4 separate regions of the Mus musculus genome follow, and all the other regions are linked to region 1. Evidence: chromatin contacts called from public ChIA-PET, HiChIP or PLAC-seq and promoter capture Hi-C data. All regions are on one chromosome and are shown on one strand. The core of a region is the stretch at or near the end of the contact, and the rest is flanking DNA. Distances in the headings are between cores, read along the strand shown.

Evidence for each region. Promoter capture Hi-C pulls out the DNA fragments that hold promoters and counts their contacts. ChIA-PET counts read pairs in DNA pulled down with a chosen protein or histone mark. HiChIP or PLAC-seq counts read pairs in DNA pulled down with a chosen protein or histone mark.
Region 2: a contact with region 1 is called in an RNA polymerase II ChIA-PET map of memory CD8 T cells, with 10 read pairs. The contact joins the enhancer-like site here to the promoter of Dusp9 in region 1. A contact is called at or near these places in 8 of 39 promoter capture datasets (the 3T3-L1 cell line, the HPC-7 cell line, cranial neural crest and 3 more), 11 of 484 Hi-C or Micro-C datasets (CD4 T cells, the G1E-ER4 cell line, beige adipocytes and 6 more) and 6 of 115 datasets of contacts at active chromatin or transcription factors (embryonic stem cells, extraembryonic endoderm stem cells, memory CD8 T cells and 1 more).
Region 3: a promoter capture Hi-C map of the SN4741 cell line shows a contact between it and region 1, with 6 times the contacts expected there. The contact joins the promoter of Pnma5 here to the promoter of Dusp9 in region 1. A contact is called at or near these places in 10 of 39 promoter capture datasets (the 3T3-L1 cell line, the C10 cell line, the HPC-7 cell line and 6 more), 3 of 15 datasets of contacts at CTCF or cohesin (the NIH/3T3 cell line, large pre-B cells and pro-B cells), 7 of 484 Hi-C or Micro-C datasets (B cells, bone marrow-derived macrophages, common lymphoid progenitors and 3 more), 5 of 115 datasets of contacts at active chromatin or transcription factors (embryonic stem cells, extraembryonic endoderm stem cells and stem cell-derived neural progenitor cells) and 5 of 9 other capture datasets (adipose tissue, embryonic stem cells, liver and 2 more).
Region 4: a contact with region 1 is called in an H3K27ac HiChIP or PLAC-seq map of trophoblast stem cells, with 9 read pairs. The contact joins the enhancer-like site here to the promoter of Dusp9 in region 1. A contact is called at or near these places in 11 of 39 promoter capture datasets (the C10 cell line, the HPC-7 cell line, the SN4741 cell line and 6 more), 2 of 484 Hi-C or Micro-C datasets (both in embryonic stem cells), 4 of 115 datasets of contacts at active chromatin or transcription factors (embryonic stem cells, extraembryonic endoderm stem cells, stem cell-derived neural progenitor cells and 1 more) and 2 of 9 other capture datasets (adipose tissue and embryonic stem cells).

Annotation. Positions count from the first base shown.
Region 1 is chrX:73,637,370-73,641,092 of GRCm38.p6, reverse strand. It overlaps Dusp9 (dual specificity phosphatase 9), which reads right to left and starts at 1,652. Exons shown (of 4, transcript NM_029352.3): 1 at 1,452-1,652; 2 at 289-900. The coding sequence starts at 865.
Region 2 is chrX:73,006,102-73,009,824 of GRCm38.p6, reverse strand. The region is part of intron 12 of Zfp185 (zinc finger protein 185); the gene reads right to left. Among named protein-coding and RNA genes, the nearest start is that of Mir2137, 16 kb to the right of the region's middle. Within about 2 kb of position 1,589, at least 324 of the 459 cell types and tissues checked have an H3K27ac peak or open chromatin away from gene starts, as enhancers often do. A contact at or near this core is called in the G1E-ER4 cell line, the HPC-7 cell line, beige adipocytes and 5 more, where this site is marked.
Region 3 is chrX:73,035,323-73,039,045 of GRCm38.p6, reverse strand. It overlaps Pnma5 (paraneoplastic antigen family 5), which reads left to right and starts at 1,943. Exons shown (of 2, transcript NM_001100461.3): 1 at 1,943-3,723. The coding sequence starts at 1,972. It overlaps Gm52421 (a long non-coding RNA gene), which reads right to left and starts at 3,026. Exons shown (of 2, transcript XR_003953046.1): 1 at 2,949-3,026.
Region 4 is chrX:73,052,071-73,055,793 of GRCm38.p6, reverse strand. No RefSeq gene overlaps it. Among named protein-coding and RNA genes, the nearest start is that of Pnma3, 11 kb to the left of the region's middle. Within about 2 kb of position 1,728, at least 73 of the 459 cell types and tissues checked have an H3K27ac peak or open chromatin away from gene starts, as enhancers often do. A contact at or near this core is called in trophoblast stem cells, where this site is marked.

The sequences.
Region 1 (3,723 bases), core at 403-2,902:
GCATTATCCTGTGAACCAGGTTGTTTCAGGTCAATTCTCCCCATTATCCAGACTTATAAATGGGCTTGGAGGGATGAAGGACTTGCCCAAGGTCACGGTCAGCTCTGCCTCCCCAAAAGCTGTTGGGCAGGTTATCAGGAGGGAGGCGCTTACCCTATATTTTAGACAAAATAAGATTGAGTTTGCTGAAGGATAAAGTAATTATGAAATCCCCTTGGAAAGAAGGATCTTTTCTCCTGACCTGAGGCCTCTCCAGAGTGCTCTCTCAGGCCACTGACCCTCACTTACCCTGTAGGTAGTATGCTGGGTAGCCTTCTTCCCGCAGCTTCTGGAGCAGGACGCCCAGCACCGAGTCAGCATCCCACTCTTCTTTGGCCTCCGCTTTGGCCTCCGCTTTAGCCTCCGCTTTGGCCTCCGCTTTGGCCTCCGCTTTGGCCTCCGCTTTAGCCTCCGCTTTGGCCTCCGCTTTGGCCTCCGCTTTAGCCTCCGCTTCGTTCTCCGCTTCAGCCTTAGGTTCGGCCTCCGCTTCAGCCTTAGGTTCGGCCTCCGCTTCAGCCTTAGGTTCGGCCTTCGCTTCAGCCTCCGCTGCTTCACGATGGCACTGGCCACTGCTACCCTGGTCGTACAGGAGCACAGGGGCCGGTGGGGGAGGCTGCAGTGGTGGCCCAGGCAAGAGCGACCGCACCGACATGCTCCCCCTCCGCAGGCGGCGCAGCATCAGCGAGGGCAGGGCCACGCTCAGCGCCCCGCAGATGCGCGCCGACTCATACAGCTCCCGGCTGCGGCAGTCCAGCAGCAGAAGCTGTGGGCGCGGGGACGACAGCTCCTGACGCAGCCACAGGCATGACCGACTCAGACTCTCCATGGTCGCGCAGCGTCCTGCACGTCGGGCAGTGGGTGCTGTGGAGAGAGGCAAGGCGCGGAGTGAGGGCAAGTTTGTCTCTACTCCTGCAGCGTGGATCAGGCTACTGAGGCGGGAAGTCAACCCCTGTCCTGAGGGCAGGCTTTCAGTGTCCCCGCAGGGACATTCCTCTACCGCCTGCTTCTCTCCTCGCGCTCCACCCACAGTGAGAACACCAAGGAAGGCGCCCCTGGAAAAAGACCCGAGGCTGCCGCCACTTGGGCGCTGCTCCCTGCCCCGCTTACATGGAGTTTTCGTGAGACATACCCCAGAAGATAGCTGGGCGTCTACCGGTCTCTGAAGTGCTAGGAGGACTAAAACCAGTTCCCTCCACACCCCTTTTCTGACTTTCTCATTTGCTCTGATCTCCATCACTCCCCAAGTTCAATTTTGGATGTGTGGAGAAGTTGGGTTCAAGGCCCGGCTCTCCTCTAAAGCCCGGAAGACCCAGAGAACAAGAGGGTCACCGAGGTTGTGGGCCTCGGCGAGTCCCGTAAGAGCTGACTCGGCCCCACTCCTACCCACCCCAGGAGAGAACAAAAGGAGAGACCTGGAGCGAGATCCAGAGGCAGGCGACTGCACCCGGACGTCCTGGCCACAGCTAGTGCCACGGCAGGGCGTAGGTATCGTTCATGGAGACGGATCCCCCAGGCTTGGGCGCTCGGAGAGGGCGGGGTGGTGGAGCAGGCTCGCACGTGGAAGCCAAGCCTCGCGCCACTCGTGCGCCGGCCGCTTCCTGGCAGCAGAATCCAGATTCCACCTTGGAAGGCTCTGCCTTCGGACCGACTAAGTAGCAGCTCAAAGGGGCGGGACGGGGCGGGGCGGTGGGGCGGGCTCAGGGAGCAGGAGAGCCAACCAGGGCTAAGGAAAAGCCTGGTGGGAGTTGCAAGCCGCAGGCTGAGCTAGGGCTTCCACCCAGGCGGGACAGGGTCAGGGCAGAGGCCAAGGGCAGGTCGGGGGCCCAGCAGGGGACATGTTGCAGTTGCCCCTGCTTGGCGCCAGTCTGGTCCCTGGAAGCAGGAAGAGGGGTGGGGACAAAAGCCCAGAGCCCCAGAACCAGAAACTGTCTCAAACAACTCAATAATGCTGAACTACCTGGAACTAGATGGCCCCCATCTGTATAATGGGCCAATCAGAGCCTTCTAATGTATTTTACTGTGAGATGCCACTAAAAAACTGAAGGCACAAGGCAGCTCCTGGGTGTGCTATTTCCATCTGGGCTTCATTTGTACAGGCCTAGCTAAAGGTACACAAGAATTCCGAGCACCCAACTCTAAACTGAGACACTGTGCTCTTATCAGGTGAAGAGGGGCGCCTCCCCAAAGCCTCTTTCCCATAAGCCCCTGGATGGATCCACGTGGAAAGAAGTCGTTTTACTGCAATATGTCCCCATCCCCATTCTCCTTCTGGCTTTTCTAGTGGTCATGACTATACAAGTCACTGTCCCAGTTTTTGAAACTTCAGCGTGTCTCCACCCTGCCCCATTCCAGAGCACCATTCAGTCCACTAAGGCTGGTGGCCTCCAGCCAGCCCACTGGACAGGTGATGAACAGGAAAGACACACAAGGGCTCTCCTTGCCTGGGTGTTCTAGTCCAGCAGGACACACTAACAATAAGCAAAGGCACTGGACCAGATATCGGGGTGATAAGTGCTGACAATGAAAGGAGAGGCAGGGGAGGCTTCTAAAAAAGCCCCATCTGGCCATGTGTCCTTTCTCTGCTAAAAGCCCAAGAAAAGCAAATAACAGTTTTAAAGGAAAACACACAACAGATAAGATAAAGCTCGCACAAAATAATCAAAGGGTTAAGACCCCGTAGATAAATGGGTAAGGAACTCAAGGACTGCATACTCTGCCCAAAGGAAGGAATGTGATGGGGTAAGAATATATGGGGAAAGGTTGAAGCTCAGGCATGGAAGGAAAGCCAATTCAAAAAAATAGGGAAATACTTCCCAGTCACTACATTAGTAGAATGTTCTCAAAATGAGAACGCCAAGTGTTGGCAAGAGCTGACTGGGGCTTGATTATGTTGTGGACAAGTTAGTGGTGGCATGAGGCCATGGATGCAGACAGCTGAAGAGACAGTATCTTACCCTCCCAATCCTGGAGGTTGTGTACTTGGAGGGAGGATCTCCAACAAGAGGGAAATACTGGTATTCCCAGAAATCTAGCTGTGCTCTCCGGAGTAGGCTTTCTAGAGGAAGTGATAGGAACTGCCCTGGAGGATGAGCATGGGAGAGAGGCACCTCTCCATGAAGGTACGGGGAGCCTAGGCATCAATAACCCGTTCCACTCCTGTCCACACCTGAAGAATATTTTCCCTACACCTAGTCCCAGGCGCCTGCTGGCAAGGCCCCAATTCTAGCATAGGATAGGAGAGGATGACTGATGCTCCGTCTCCAAAGTCAGTGCTCAGTGCCCAACGCATGCCTCGTTGCAGTGCCAGCAAACTGGACAAATGGGAACCTGTTGCCACCCCCGCACTGCAGGGTTCGGTGCAGCCAAGGCCTCCCCTCGCCTGCCTCTACTAACACCTCCCCCCCCTGCCCCGCAGCCTCTGCTGGAGCTCTGGCCCCGCCCCTCTCCTGCTTCTGGATTCTCAGGCGGACAGGATTTGGGGAAGGCTGCTGCACGTGGGGCCCTTCCCGTCCCACTTTGGCGGGTGGAGTCAGGCGAAGCACTCATCACTCGCCTCAGGGTGGGCGGTGAGCCCACTGTCGCCCACGCTGGGGGCCCCAGGGCTTCCGACTGGCCAGCCCAACGAACCTCCCCCCACCAGGTCCACTGCGTGCTGTGGGCGCTCTCAGGTCCCCCAGATGCCCG
Region 2 (3,723 bases), core at 340-2,839, 630 kb after region 1:
TCATGAAAAAGATATTGGTCAAACCCTCACAGGATGCCTTTCTGTGCACTATAACATCCTGAAGGGAGTATCTTAATTTCTTGCCACTCGGCCTCAGCTACTGCTAAACTGGAGTGGGGAGAGAGAAGGAGGCCCATAGGATGTGATATCTGTTGAATTCTCTGAAGCCTTCACAGACTCTGGTAGCTTAAGGCAACCACTGCCAATTTTTGACCTAACTACATACTGCACAAGAAGACAATGCCACTTTCTACGCAATGTAATCTGCTGCCTGACCACAGTTGCCAGCACTGAGTACATGTCTAACACTCACCTTCGTGTGTCAAATACAAACTAGAAAAAATCCACACTTGCAACACAACAAAGAAGAAAACAATCTAAGTCTTAGATTTAACATGTGATACCAAAACTTTGAAGGAAAAAGGTAAGACGGTGTGCTATCAAATGACTGAATAAACAACAAAAAAAAAAATTGGCAGAACTTTATCTATCTTGAAGGTTTTATAAAGGTAGCATTTGATTACTGAGGCTATGGAGCACTCACAAAAAGGGACCTATCATGACTGCCCTCCGAAGGACCCAACAAGCAGCTGAGTCAGATGCAGATATTTGCACCCAACCAATGGACAGAAGCAGCTGTCCCCTGTTGTTGAATTAGGGAAGGCTGAAAGAAGCTGAGGAGAAGAGCGATCCTGTAGGAGGACCAGCAAGTCTCAATTAATCTGGACCTCCAAGATCTCTCAGACACTGGACCACCAAACAGGCAACATACACCAGCTGATATGAGGCCCCCAACACACATACAGCAGAGAACTTCCAGGTCTGTGTTCATTCAGAGATGATGCACCTAACCCTCAAGAGACTGGAGGCCCCAGGGAGTTTAGAGCTCAGGTGGGGTGGGGTAGAGACATCCACGTGGAGACAGAGTGGGGTGGGGAGGAGGTATGGGATATGGAGCAGTTGGAGGGTGGATGGGGGGAGCAGGGAATGGAACATGGAGTGTAAAAAATAAATTAAAAGTAAAATAAAATAAAATAAAATAAAGAATAAATGTAGCATTTGATAATATTTTGTACACACTCCTCAGTGTCCTGCATGCTTTACATATGTAAACCCATTTAACTCTTTGAACTGTCTATGGTGGAAACTATTTCCATTATTGTTCATGTAAGAGCTGAGTGATCCAAGGGTCCCATAAAGTTACCTTGGGCTTAAATTCAAGCTCAAGAATCCCTGCATTTAGTCCACTTTGCACAATCAAATGAACACTGGGTAAAGCTCCTAAGGCTTCTGACATTTACATTAACTTTGTCACCTGGGTCTGTCCTCAAGCCCATCAACCACTGTTTATCAAAGGAAAGGGGACTATCCTTGGGTTTGGTCACTCCTAAGTAGGCTACTGTAGTCAACCGCCCTCTGACATTACTAGTAGGGGGATGGGTAACGGGAGTGCACTGGCGCAACAGGGACCATTTGTGATCCTCCAGCGCCATCTCGTGGCTGGAGCTAGCACTGCCTCAGGAGGAGCCCCTTAGAAGCTGGTCTCTGGAGCAGCCATTTTGTACTCTCCTTTCATAGCGGGCACCTCAGCCTGAGCTAGCGGCTGCAGGAAATGGCCGCGCGAGTAGGTGTATTCTTACCCTGGAGCTGGCTAGCTTACTCATGCGCATGCGCCCCCTCCCCCCTTCCCTCCCCGCCCCCCCCCCGCAGGAGCGATCCAAATCTGCCTGCGCAACAGAAATCTGCTGCAGTCACGGGTGCATGCGTCCGTATTCGTGGTGCCTGTCTGCGGCAGTCTGACTAGATCTATGCTGACACACTCCTCAGTGTGTGTGTGTTCCCCCAAGTGAACATAAGTTGCTAGAGCAAGGCTTGTCAATATTAATATTAACGTTTTTGTCTGGATAATAATACTGTGTGTGTTGAGAATGAGGCACTAATATCACCTGTCACTATAGGTCGTTTAGCAGCATCCATGATTTTTAGCCTTTAGAAGCCACCCTCGGTTGTGGCAACCCAAAAAATCTTCGGTTACTACTGTATGACGCAAGAGGGTAGGGGTGGGCAGGACAAACCTCTGATTGAGAGCTGCCATCTCCAGTGTATACTGGAGAAGAGAGGAAATTGAAATGCTTAAGAAAAACGCTGGAGACATACCTTCAGGAAATTAAACAAAAATCTCAAGAACTCTTGTTATTAATATTTCCCCAGATGAAGGGCTAGAAAGATGGTTCAGCAGTTAAGAGCAGTGTGTACTCTTTAGAAATCTTAAGTTTTATTACAAGCACCCACATACAGCTAGAAACAATCTCTAACTCTAGTCTCCGAGGATCCACTGTCCTCTCTCTACTGGCCACCACTGACGTGGCAAATGGGTGGTGTGCAAAAACATACATGTGCAGGCAAAACACTTATACATATAATTTTTTTAATTTAAATGGGAAAAAAAACAATCCAAACATAGCCAGTTATTAAACAGTGTCATCAGAAATGTTTGCTTTGATTTTTCAAACGGGTAAATATTAGAGCAATGTTACTATCTGGGCCTGAGCTCTGCAGTAGGGCAGATTTAGAGTTTATTCCTATTTGCTCATCACATGTGTGGACCCAAGTTTTCTCCTCTATCAAATTGCACAATCAGAAATCTTTCTTGGCTTGGGGAATAACACCAGATTAAGTACACCAGCTGGAAGGAGACATTAGCCTTCAAACACATTTCATCAACTAGCTTGCTCAAGTTTCTCAGAAGGTTTCTCCTTGAGGCTGTTCATTAGCTCTCAGCTACCACGGGTATGGTTTTGGATAAATCACTTAACCTGTTTGTTTCCCCATTTACCCATCTCACAGGGTTATTGAGGCAACTGTAAAGTACATAAAAACAACATACTGTAGCTATCATCAGCTATTATTTTCCTCAGTTCTAATCGTTAGTAAAATTTAAAAGAAAAAAAAAGGTGCATAACAAGGCCTGTAGCTTACAGATCCATTTTCCACACCACCTCCCAGCATATGATTTAATGTAAAAGGTGACTGTAGTGTGGTGTTAAAATTCAAATACCTATTCATCTTTAAGTCTATAAACCACAGCCGTTCTTCTTTGGATTAAAACCTGATAAAATTTCATTATATGGAACACGGCCCTGATCCAGTCTCCTCACTCATTAGTCTTCAACTACTCTATGCTTTGGAACATGTTAAATCCTAGGTCCTGATAAGAGATCCTGTCTCACAAAACACGATGTATGGTGCCTAAGGAATGACACTAGAAGTTGATCTCTGGTCTTGACACACATGCGCATACACAAACACACAGACACACATAAACACACACACACACACACACAGGAGCATACCCATGTGAACATACACACAGACATGCATACACATGTACACCCACATATACATACAAAATCAAACTTCAAACTAGTATAAGTGAGATAACTGTAACAGACTGCACTAAATCCTACAAATCTAGAAAGATACTTCATGTTATTTTGCAAATGAGTTTAAGGTTTAGCTTCATGTAAAACAAATGGAAGGATGATGCCAATGAACAGTCCAAAAGAAAGCCACCAGAGCCAGACTAGATCAGATGTCTTCTACAATAGCCAATAGCACTCTGAAACAGTTTGCAGCACTGTGGTACAGGAGAAAGAAAAGGCTGGATAGGGAGTCCCCACTGCCATGCAGAACTATAGGAGCTAGAGACAGGGGTTTCGGCTT
Region 3 (3,723 bases), core at 694-3,193, 600 kb after region 1:
TAGATGGTGAGTGTCCTAAAATGGCGCTGGGACAGGGAAGGGGCGGTCCTTGGGACAGCTGGCAGGTTGTTCGGACCAGGATGGAGCTGGATGGCAGCAGGTTCTGGAATTTGGAGGGACGTTTCGTTGTGCATGAGGTCAGTGGAGCAGTTGCTCAATTTCATGCAAGAACTTTTTCTTTTTGTTTTTTTGAGACAGGGTTTTTTTGTTGTTGTTTTGTTTTGTTTTTGTTTTTCGAGACAGGATTTCTCTGTGTATCCCTGGCTGTCCAGGAACTCACTTTGTAGACCAGTCTGGCCTCTAACTTAGAAATCTGCCTGCCTCTGCCTCCCGAGTGCTGGGATTAAAGGCGTGCGCCACCGTGCGCCACCACGTCCGGCTGCAAGAACTTTTTTCTTTTTTTTCTTTCTTTCTTTCTTTCTTTCTTTCTTTCTTTCTTTCTTTCTTTCTTTCTTTCTTTCTTTCTTTCTTTCTTTCTTTCTTCCTTCCTTCCTTCCTTCCTTCCTTCCTTCTTTCTTTCTTTCTCTTTCTTTCTCTTTCTCTCTCTCTCTCTCTCTCTCTCTCTCTCTCTCTCTCTTTCTTTCTTAGGTATTTTCTTCATTTACATTTCAAATGCTATTCCAAAAGTCCCCCATACCCCCCCACACACACACACTCCCACTTCTTGGCCCTGGCATTCCTCCGTACTGAGGCATATAAAGTTTGCAAGACCACATATTCGGGAACTTTCAGAATAGCATTTGAAATGTAAATGAAGAAAATATCTAATTAAAAAAAAAGTAGCTACTGCCCGCTTAGGTTTCAAAACTGACAGATCAGCCCCAGCCTACTTCAAGTGCAGGGATTAAAGATGTGCTCAGCCATACCCAGCAAGGGGCTGTCTTTAGATTCTTGAGCAGACTCAGAATTAGCACAGCCTGCGTGGGCAGGGACATTCAGGATAGACCATGTTAAATATTCCTTTGCCTTGCCTTGAACAGATCAGTGGGCAGGAACCAGCACTGCTTGTCTGGATAGAGCCAGAAGACTGCCAGGATCAAGCACCAGCACAGGAAAGTCACCATAGCCACACTTCAGTGGGGCACTCTACAGAAGACAGCAGGGTGAGCATCTATTTTGGGAATAGCCTCTAACTGTAGCAGAAGACTGGTGAAGGGGTTTCTTGCCAAGATTCACAGACTGCAGGGTAGGGCCATACCTGAGAGTTGTCTTTTACTTTCTGGGGTCTTTTTTTTTTTTTTGCCTCTGATTCCAGATTCCATACTATTGTAAACCCATATGCTTAATTTATCAGCACTCGCTCCTCAGTCTCTGCCCTATCCTACTCTCCACACCTGTTGCTAAGATGCTTCATTAGTTGGAGAACCATGGCATCACCTGTTGTCCATAAAAGGCCTTAACCTATGTGGTAACTTATGGTAGAAATCTAGATTCACACTGTTCTTGTGTCCATGTCAATACTTTAGCTTGTCGTACGTTCTTTGCACTCAGCACTGTGATCACATCTGCTGAGTTCTAGTCATCTTTCTTATCTGTTGAGCATTTCTTCAGGTGGAGGAGAGTTTATGTGTTGCCAATCTTGAACCTAACAAGGAATGGGTTAAATCCAATATAGCACTGAGTGGGTGGCAGAGTGCTCTCCTGTTCTTTCCTCCACTGGCATTGGTCTTTGCCTCCTGACATTGGCATTTTCCCCACAGGTACTTGCAGAATGCACAGTAGTGTCCCTGGACTTGCAAGGAGGTTGCTGCAACCAAAGGTCAGCAGGGTTCAGTGAGGTTTGGGGAGCTTTCTGTGATTGAACAAGACTGAATGTCTGGGAAAAGGAAAGGTGATGGGAATCATTAAGTAACATCTTAACTTCATTTGCATTTCAGGTTGTGGAAACCAGGACATCACTGCCTTTCTATATGGCATTGGTTTAGAATCTTTGAGTCCTAGTGTTAGGTCTGCTGATAGAGGGAGGGAACAATGGCCGTGGCTCTATTAGATGACTGGTGTAAGGGGATGGATCTGGATCCCAAGAAGGCTGTGCTCATTGTGGGCATCCCCGTGCAGTACACTGAGGCTGCGATAAATGATGCTCTGAAAGAAGGCTTACCTCCCTTGTGTGCATACAAGGTGATAGGCAGGATGTTCAGGAGGGAAGATGAAGCTAAGGCAGTCTTAATTGAACTGCCTGAAGTTGTTGATTATACTATGATGCCTACTCATATACCAGCAGAGGGTGGGGCCTGGGAAGTGGTTGTCAAACCCCGTAGCCCAGATGATGAGTTTATGAATAAGTTGATCTACTTTCTAAGAGATGAAGGACGGAGAATAGTAGATGTGGCCAAAGCCCTGGGGTTTAGCACTGTTCCTACAGGGAAAATAGAGTTAAAGAATTTAGACCAAGACAAACCAAAAGGCTTGAAGTCTCTGTGTAATAATAGCACATGTTACAAAAAACTGAAAGTATTTTCTGGCAGTCCCTTTCCAGGCCCAGGAGAAGAAAGCTTTGAAACCTGGTTAGAGGAGGTCACTGAGCTGATGCAGTTATGGCAGGTGTCCGAGAGGGAAAAGAAGCAGTGCCTTCTAGAGAGCTTGCGTGGCTCTGCCCTGTCAATCATGCAGGCACTGTGGACTAGCAATGACTCCCTAACCGTGGAGCAGTGCTTGAAAGCCCTAAAGCACATCTTTGGAAATAAAGAGGACTCTAAGGTCTTACAGTTCAGGTTCCTTCAGTCTTCTCAGAAACCTGCAGAGAAGGTATCTGACTACTTGCTACGTTTAGAGCCCCTGCTGCAAAAAGCAGTGCAGCAGAGCCCACTGTCAGCACACAGTGCAGATTCAATTCGTCTCAAGCACGTCTTATCTCAGGTCTCCATGACCACTGGCCTTCGGGGAAAGCTCTCCCTCTTAGATCAGCAAGGGTGCCCACCTACTTTTCTGGAATTAATGAAACTTACTCGAGACGAGGAAGAGTGGGAAAGCACTGTGGTAGTGGAGGAGCAGGAGCAGGTACGAAGGGACAGCAGCGCATGTGAGGCGGCAAATGAAGTTGTCACCCAGGCAGAGGATTCTAGGGAGGTCAGCACCCAGACCACAGGAGAGGAGATGACATCAGTGAAACGGAGGCGACTGCTCTGGAGACACAGTGCTGGGGAAGAGGGACAGAGGAAGGAATCAGGTTTCTGGGCTGAAAGTGAACCCGATGAGCAGAAACCTTATGTTAGAGCACAGGAGTCGGGGAACGAGAGAGGGGCTTGGGCAGTGAGCCACCCTAACCCCAAGGAAATAGAGGCTCAGGACAGCCAGGAATTCCTTCCTGTGGCAGGCAACAGAGATACTTTGACAAAATCATGGGGCAGCCCAGACAAAGGAACAGGGGACATGAGTGTTGCAGAAGGGCAACAGGGCCAGGGTAAGGCACCCAACTTCTTACTAGCTAGAAATGATCCCAACAAGCAAGAACAAATTCCACACAGCTCAGTGACTACCAAATGGCAGGACCGTGGGGAGTGTCAGAGACTGAAATGGGGAGCTAGTATGATAACTAGACCACAGGGTAATCCAGACCGCAGTTGGGATACTAGTGGGTCACAAGATGGTGAGGATGGGTGTTCTGAGCTAAGAATGCCCACTGGCACTGAAGCAGCACAGGGTGTGGAGGAGCCTGCCACAGGGTTGTCTTGGGCAGAGGACACCAGTGCCTGGGAACAAGCACGGCTAGGCAGGGAGACA
Region 4 (3,723 bases), core at 479-2,978, 590 kb after region 1:
CAAGAAGCAATTTGGGGAGGAGAGGGTTTATTCAGCTTACACTTCCACAATGCTGTTCATCACCAAAGGAAGTCAGGACTGGAACTCAAGCAGGGCAGGGAGCAGGAGCTGATGCAGAGGCCATGGAGGGATGTTACTTACTGGCTTGCTTCACCTGGCTTGTTCAGCCTGCTCTCTTAGAGAACCAAGACTACCAGCCCAGAGATGGCACCACCTACAAGGGGACCTCCCTGCTAGATCCCTAATTGAGAAAATGCCTTACAGCTGGATCTCATGGAGGCATTTCCTCAACTGAAGCTCCTTTCTCTGTGATAACTCCAGCTGTGTCAAGTTGACACACAAAACATTGTGTATCTCCATTGCACAACACACCCATGGAATAAACCTGAAATCCTATCACAGAGTGGTTTATTATGCACAAATAACTGTTTCACTATCATACCATGAGTCACATCTTGTCTGACTGGTCAGGGTTCTAGCAGACATGATCTGCCACTGGATAACTTCCCTGGTGCCTTTTCTCCACTGGCAGCTCACATAGCACCATCCAGTAATATGATCAATAGAGAGCAATGAGGGTGTTTCCTCCTTTTTGTAGGGAATGATGGCTAATACAGATATGCATAACTGCCCAATGTACTGAGAGTAAGTGACTGGAGCATGCTCAGCTTCTTATCTGTTCTCCAGGCCTAAGGAACATAACAGAAGACAGGTAAGGACTTAAAAGCTAGACTATGGATACCTGCACATGACTGGGCCTTCCAACTTTCCACCGTGGACAGGGGAGATGCCCATGTGGCCTCATTATTTCCTCAGGAGCTATTGGCAATAGTTGTTAGTGAAGGAAGTTTTTTTTTCTCTAATAGGGGCAGCCACTGCTGGGACTTGATGGGAGGAAGGAGTTTGGAGAGAAGGGAAGAGTAATAGCAGAGTGTGATGGAAGGTTGTGTATAGCAATGCAGTGTGTGTGTGTGTGTGAGAGAGAGAGGGGGGAGGGGAGAGAGAGAGAGAGATTGTTTTTAAAAAAATGAGTGGAGGAACTGTCAGGACCAGGTGGGAAGGAGTTCAGAGAGAGGGAAGGAGGGCTAGCATAGTCTAATGGGAAGTGAATATTATAACAGTTTACAATATACTGCCTGGGTATATAACTGTCAAAGGAAAAAAAAACAGGTAGGAAAAAAAAAGCCCTGGCTCTGACAAATTTGCTCTTCCACTTCTGTTTTTACATTTAAACAAATAGAGGCTCCATGACCACTGGGACTAGACAAAATGTGGCTCCACAGCTAGGCCTAATCTCTCTCTCTCTCTCTCTCTCTCTCTCTCTCACACACACACACACACACACACACACACACACACACCACACACACACACACACACACACCCTGACCTCATTCCCAATCCCCCAACCACACTCCACCCCCTGCTTATTAAATGCACAGGGAACTGAACTCCCACAACAGAGCTGGGGCGTGGCTGAGCTGAACTCATTAGTGGGGGATGGAAAAAAGAAGGGCTGTCTTTTTGAGATCAGGACAAGTAATGCAGTTGCTTCAGCAGACTGCCCATGTGAAGAAACCCTGGAGTCCTCCACCATAGCTAACCACCTCCTGAGATAGGAGAAATGGGAGTGGGGGATGGGCAGCAGGAGCTCGCTGGGCCAGCCAGGACCATTTGTGGTCATCTACCACCATCTAGCGGTCAGCCCGGACATTGCCTCAGGAAAGGTTCGGCAGATGCCAGTCTCATTAGCAGCCATTTCACGGTTTGTACTGTCGCTTTTCCCTGGGGTCAGTGCGACTTGAGCTCAAGGCTGCAGGAAATGGCTGCTTGCGCAAGCGTACTCTTACTTAGTCTCCGGCTCTGCTAGCGACTGCCCCTGGTATATTCATGCGCCTGCGCTCATCACAGGCTTGTAGATCACTAAAATTTAGGCTTTAAACGCTTGATTAGTCTGCTATGGAGTCAACACACAGAACACACAAACAGATATATATGTTCTGTTTCTGTTTCTTATGTCTCCGGAATTTGAAAAAACTGGTCTACTCCCCCCACCCCCCATCCCCGTCCCCTTTTACATCTTAAAGTGTGTATTTCCAATGAGATCATGTACACAAACACTATAAAGTGCAAAAAGAAAAAAAGAGAAACAAACTAGAAAGCTATGAAAACAATGTCGATGATGGGGTTTATATGCATATCTTCTGACTTCCCTTTGATATCTTATTTTTTATGAAACAGGTGGTATATGAAAAAGAGGATGCAAGCAGACGCTGCCATTGCCCACCAGTGCCTAGTGCTTAGCATCTGATAGTAAAGGGCAGCATAGTCATTTTCTACAACTTCCAGCTGATAGGAGCTTCACATGAATTTTAAGAGGAGCACTTTTGTTGTTGTTTTTCGAGACAGGGTTTCTCTGTGTAGTCCTGCCTGTCCTGGAACTCACTCTGTAGACAAGGCTGGCCTCGAACTCAGAAATCCACCTGCCTCTGCCTCCCAAGTACTAGGATTAAAGGTGTGCGCCACCACTGCCAGCACTTTTAAACCTATACTTAGAAAACAACCAAAGAAAATTTAAAATCTCGAGCTTGTGACTTTTTGGAATCTCAGTATAACAATAGCACAGAGAGGGAAAGAAATATGAAACATTTTTACATACCTTGTCACCCCCTTTCACTTTATAACCTGCATTTACACATCTTAAACACTTTGTAGTGAAAAAGTAAAACGTAAAAACAAAATTCTAGGCCTTTAGGCCCAGGCTTGGGAATGTGACCTCTGTGACTCAGTGCTCCAAGGTATGCTAATCATAAAACAGATAGCCACATTCCTCCACCCACCTGCTTCCTGGGTTCAAAGAGTGTTCATTCAAAGAATGTGCTATTGTTAGGGGCTCTTAGAAACTGTCTTGAGAGATAACCTGAACAAATACCAGGTATTCCTTGTGACACTTGTGACTTTGCACTTCCTTGTGACTCTTAACTGGTATCTTTGGTATTTTTTTCCAACAACGCCCTCCCCACTTCCTTGAGTTGTGGTTTCTGCCTTTAAATACCCCAGCTACTCAGGGCGCCACGGTCCTCTACCCCTGCGTGGTGTATGACTGTGGGGCTGAGAGCGCTCTTGAATAAAAATCCTCTTGCAGTTTGCAGCAAGACCGTTTCTTGTGGGTGATTTTGGGGTGTCACATCTCCTGAGTCAGAACGTGGGGGAGTCCTCAGATTGTGGGTCTTTCAGTAGACCCACACAGCTTAGAAAGTGTTCACATTCTCGGATCCATATAACTTGTATTTATACACCTTACAGCATTTTTTTCAGAACTTACATAAACTTTAAACATGTTTTTTCCCTGTCCAATTATCTACCACAAGGCATAGGTGGTTGACTACTAAGAGCAGTCACTGCAAAGCAGTTTCCTTTAAAATGAAGGAGAAGTAAAAAGTTAGTTCGAAAGCTGTTTTATGAGTTGATCTCTTTCAGCATAAGGTCTGCCAGCAAGGGAAACTGGGCCTGTGTCTTTCTCAGCAGGAAACCTAGCCGCTCTAGAAACAAGTAAACCCTGTGTGTGTTTGTTTGTTTGTTTGTTTTGCTTTACATAAGAAATGAACTAAGAAGGCAGCTACCAATCTATAGGGCCAGAGAATAGAATGTGTTGTGCTGAATGAAAATGCCTCTCATTGGGGTTGGCATTACTGGAGAGAGTGTATTTATTACCTGAGGCTG